2 separate regions of the Zea mays genome follow, and region 1 is linked to region 2. A link is a contact called in public Hi-C data. All regions are on one chromosome and are shown on one strand. Each heading gives the region's core, a stretch centred on a gene start, on an enhancer-like site or on the middle of the called end of the contact. The rest is flanking DNA. Distances are from core to core; before and after follow the strand shown.

What was found. Hi-C and Micro-C count contacts between places; a contact is called where the count stands out from the background.
Region 1: a Hi-C map of leaf shows a contact between it and region 2, with 4 times the contacts expected there. The contact joins the promoter of LOC100384761 here to the promoter of LOC100285854 in region 2. A contact is called at or near these places in 16 of 25 Hi-C or Micro-C datasets (bundle sheath, ear, endosperm and 5 more) and 1 of 3 datasets of contacts at active chromatin or transcription factors (leaf).

The regions. Positions count from the first base shown.
Region 1 is chr2:212,321,947-212,324,646 of Zm-B73-REFERENCE-NAM-5.0, forward strand. It overlaps LOC100384761, which reads left to right and starts at 1,351. Exons shown (of 5, transcript NM_001177219.1): 1 at 1,351-1,704. The coding sequence starts at 1,546.
Region 2 is chr2:211,909,965-211,912,664 of Zm-B73-REFERENCE-NAM-5.0, forward strand. It overlaps LOC100285854 (SC3 protein), which reads right to left and starts at 1,409. Exons shown (of 13, transcript NM_001158744.2): 1 at 1,220-1,409; 2 at 850-912; 3 at 648-752; 4 at 473-535; 5 at 136-169. The coding sequence starts at 1,276.

The DNA of each region.
Region 1 (2,700 bases), core at 101-2,600, 410 kb after region 2:
CCCACGGTGGAAGGTTGTCGAGATATGTTCAAATCTGAAATGAATCTTCTTAGTCATCGAGTTAAGCCAGTAATATGGGATAAAATTAGAGTCTGGCTTCTTTATTCTGCTCTGTAACTCTAATTTTTTTCTTCTGTACTCACCCTCCTGTATCTTTACCCCACTCTTGTTTCCTTAAGCAATAAAATACTGTAGGCCCCCCTACATTTAACCTTTACTTCAAAAAAAAGTTGTACAAGACTTAACTCAAGCATGGTAAGCAGTGTATCAAGGGCTTTCATGTAGGAAGGGGAAAATGTGGAGGCCCGTGCTTAGAATTCAAGAATGCACCTCGTTTTGGAGCTTCTTGCCAGATCCAGTTCTTTAGCCACGTTGCAAGACGCTTTGATGATCATTGATGGTTGATGCGGTAGTAGTAGGATATTTTGGCCAAGGCAAGATGGATGGAACACAGTAGCAGGATGCAAAGACTGCACCGCGTTTTGTCCATTGCCATTTGCCAGTAATGTTCCTCTGAATATCTGATGATCATTGTTGTAATTCTGTAGTCTGAAAAATACATTTCTCAGTGCCCGGTTCCAGATCACTTGGTGTGATTAAGCGTGGTTATCTAGACTATAATGTAAATACCAAGAAGTCTAACAAATATATTAGACCATTTGTGATCCTATTGACGATTGATTTCACTCCACGTCCACCGTTTGTTGAGATGCCGCTGAAAATTTTCTGGTCCAATCCATGCTTGTCGTCCACCCCTGCAATCCAATTCCATTTGGAGACTGGTTTAGAGCTTGTTCGGTTATTTTCAATCCATATATATTGGAGGGGATTAATATGGATTGACAGAGATTTCATTTTATAGGAATTAAAACATCCTTAATTCCCCTCAATCTATATGGATTGGAGTAGAACCGAACTCGCCTAGTTTGGATACTTTAGTAATTAAAGAGATTAGAGTTAATTGAGATGTATTGTGGGAGTTTTTGATTTATTGGAGATTTATACACTCTCGAATCCTTCCAAACCAATTTAATACTAGAGTACCTAAACTAGCCTTTAATGGATAAATAAATGGAGGGAATTTATAGAAGAGACTCTAGATCCCTCCCCTCTATTTTACTGTCCGCTAAACCAGCCCTCACAGACCCTATTCAAGTCCCCGTCGGGTCATACGATTCCGAATTCCAATGCACTACTACACTGTCGCAACGGGAAGAAAAGATGGAGGTGTGGGGGCCCACCAACCAGGTCCCCACGTCACGCACGCTCTCCCGCCCGAGTCCGAGGCGCCGCACAAAACCACAAACCACCCAGACCCAGGAATAGGATAGGAGCCCATAAATGAAAATCCATCATCCCACGCCACGCCCACGCGAACTAAACCCGAAAAAACAGCAGGCGGGGCAGGGAAACCAGAGTACCATACCACCGCCCCGATACCGCGACGACCCGACACCTCGTCCACCTCTCCTTCCGAGTTCCGACTCATACTGGCTATCCACCGCCTGTCTCTCAGGCGATCAAGTCGACCAGAGCCGGCAACCGATGGTGGTGGTGGCGGTGGGAGGGGGCGGCGGCGGCGGTGGCTGGGGGACGTGGGAGGAGCTGGTGCTGGGCGGCGCAGTGCTCCGGCACGGGAGCGCCGCGTGGGCCACCGTCGCCGACGAGCTTCGGACCCGCTCTCCGTGCACCTTCTCGCCCGAGGTACGTACCCCGCACCCTGTCAAACCCTAGCTCGTGTTTACAGCTCCAGACCAACTAGGATACGGATTAGGACATGGCCCTAGGGCCCGATCGGCGCCGAATAACTGTCTCGACCTAATATTGAGGATAGGGTTTCATGGCCCTACCTTTGCGTTTGATTTTGCAATGCCCGTAGAGCTATGCGATTCTATAAATGCTGAATATCTGTGATCGAGATGGTTTCTTGCTGAGTAGGCTGTGCGATTTACAATGCAATGATTTTGAGTTGAACAGAGGGGAGCCCAGAAATAACCATGTGTGCATTAATGAAGTGCGATACAGTAACTAGCAATGGCATGACGATGCACATTGCATGGTTTCTGCACAAATTTCTGCTTACATGTTATTATAGCCATTGAAATTGTGTGCACTATTTGCTTATTTTCAAGTTCACACAAGAGGAGCACACTATTAATTATTATGTTCGGTTAGGGGTGGATTGAAGGGGATTGGAGGTAGGGATGGTAGTGGGTAAGGTACCCAATGGGCACACCGCACACAAAGCCATACCCGTACCCACTAGAGAAAAATGCCTCATACCCGCTACCCATCATGGGTACAAAATTACGCCATACCCATACCCACCATGTGTAGCGGGTACCCATACCCACTAACATTATAGTAGACATGATCATTTGAATCGTAAAAGTAAGTACCAAATACAAAACATTGAAACCCCATACCTCATCAATATAGAAAGATGCTAAAATAACATACTATCTTTTTCACAGGGTCAACAACATTCAACATTAAATGGAAACATCATACAAGCCCATGCACATAGTTATTAAGGCGGTAAGGCGAGGTGCGGCGTTCCGCCACCTTCTGGACGCCTAGGCAAATTAGGCGCGTGGCGAGGCGACGCCTTATGAACATAGGCTAGACGAGGATACACACAAATCCTAACACTATAGCGGCACAAAAATTAGAAGGATCAAAGAATACGAACATTTTTGT
Region 2 (2,700 bases), core at 159-2,658:
TTTAGGACGACTAGGTGGACGACCTGTCACCGATTAATCGGCCTGGTCGACGTCCCAATCATGATTAATCGCCTAATCGGTCACCATCAACGACCAGACGACTTGAAAACTATGCAAGAAACGATGAGCATTTACCTCTTGCTGCAGCCTCCTCTCTCCGTTTTAGTTCCTAGTTAATATAACAGATACAACAGTCAGAAAATGCGACAGTTTTTCATAGGTTCATCCAATTATATCAGAGTACAGCAGAAAAAAATACAATTTGGGGCAGCGAAGTAGAGTCTAGTAGGGATTTAATAAGTGAATTCCAATTCACATTTAAGCCCAGTAGGCAAGGAACAAAAAATAAAGCAACCATCTGAACAACAACAAAACCAATTATCTCAAGCTTAAAAAAGGAGCCGTGATTGTGTTGTGTTTAATTAAAACTGATATAGATGTAGATGCATGTGTCATGTCATGTGCAGCATACCTTCTCCCTCTTGTTTAATTCCGCTTCCCTTGCTTGCAGCTCCTTCTCTCTTTTCTTCAGGTCCTGGATATCCACAAATCACAAGTTATTGGTTGTGCTGAACAGCATGTCCTAGTAAGTGTGTTCATTATAGCCACATTTTGCATGTGCGAAAGCAATGCACATTCATATGCACCTTTGACGAGTCAAGGGGTATATCCACTGTAGCACTGAAGTCTGCCGGTTCAGGAGGGAGCGGCGAAAGGCGTGAATTGGATGTCGGAGGCACGTTTTGGGGGTTCTACATTTCAGCAGAAACAATACAATATTGAGCAGACAAGCAATACGATGTACCATACCACAGGGGTCGCATAGCTCATAAGAACAGAACAACTCACAGGCATATAAAACGCGCCACCGCCAAAGTTGGATTGCCCGCCAGCCTTGCCGCGCGTTTGTTGCTACCAAGGAAACCCATCAATAAAAACTTCAACCACAGCCACGCACAATAGGTTCAAGGGCAGCATTGCATCATTAGGCTAGAAAAAAGGAGAAAAAATGCACTAGCGGTGTCGGTGACGGCGATACTGCAAGCCATCGCCGAGACGTGGTCAGATCTGCGCCCCGTCCAGATCCAAAGAGGAGTGAAGTAGCGAATACCCCACTGATTCTCGGAAAAAACCCGGTGCCAAATAAGGAAAGTAGATATGTGCCCGGGCAATGGTGGGATCGCCAAGATGAGGGAGGCGGAGGATTGGGCGCGCGTACCGAGAAAGGGTTCACGTCTTCCTCCTCGAAGGGGTTGCCGTCATAGCGCCCCGCCATGCTGCTCCGCCCCTTTGCTTGCGCCGACAATGGCGATGGAGATTGGAGTAGTGAGGAGGCAACGAGGATTCCTGCCGAACAGAGGAGCGCCCACACGCAGCGCCGCGCCCACAGGACCACACCGACACCGAGTACATGGGGCGGGCGGTGTCGACTCCTCTTTGCCGTATTGCGAAGGAGAGGCGGGTGAACCTACACGGAACCACATGTGACATGTCCGGCCAGTAACCGTTCGTGGGCCAAACTTTGCCTTTTTGTCATATACACTGCTGGTTTTTTCTCACTGCTGTTCCCCCGTATCTCGTGGGCCCGTTAAATTCATAGGAAATGTTGGGTCCACACGGTTACGATGTGTAGCGCGCGATATACGAATATATTTATCTCTTCTCTATCTCTACTATATTAGAACATCAGTTTTAACGGTAATTTCACGTCAATATTTTTTTTAAAAAAATCTTACATTTCTTTAGAATCAACCCACACTCATATAATTTTTTCTCTACTAATATAATAGGAGAGTTTATATAAAAAATAAGGTGAAATTATGTATAAGTGGGTGTTTGAACCTTAGTTGTTGGCTCCACATTTACACCCATCTAATCAATAGAAAACATATATTTTATGTTTTATTAATTCAAAATTTATCATATATCATATATATAAAAACTGTAACAATGCACGAGTATATGATAGTTATCACTTAAAACACAACTTCTCTACATACTATAAGTGGAGCCGAGTAAGGATTTGTTTGAGTACTCTAGTATTGACATCAATCCACATATGTTGAGATGGATTAGGGTATAAAATAGTTTAAGTTACACCCCAATCCACCTCAATACATGTGGATTAGGATCAATACTAGAGTATCCAAACTAGGCCTAAGGGTTCTATGCTTGCCACCTAGTTTTATCTGTCAGACATAGGGAGTGTGTTATGGTCAGTAGATCGCTATGTACATGTACAACAATAGATTAAACGCCAAATTCCAGTCAAATCATGTATCTATGTTGGTTGTACTGATCGACTTTCTTAAGTCGATTATCTTTTTAAGTTGGTAGAAAACAAATAAATGAACATAAACGTGCATCGAAAGCGACTGAAAAGGAAGTAGATATGCCTAAAGCATGATTTAGAAGATTAGTGGCCCTAGATCGACACATGGCGCATGTACAACCAAATGTGTGATAACAAGCCAAAATGACATCAGAACTACCCAAACTATAAACCAGAGCTAGGGCCAAATAAACAAAAAAGTCATTAACCTAGGAGCATCTGTGACCAAGACCCAATGATCATACACGCAAACATGGATCGAGAACTCCAAAGAAGTCTATCCAAAACAAATAATGCGACTGAAGCATGTAAGACACGGTGCCAAATGTGTATCAGACTTTCGAGTTGTCGTATGCACATGTTACAAC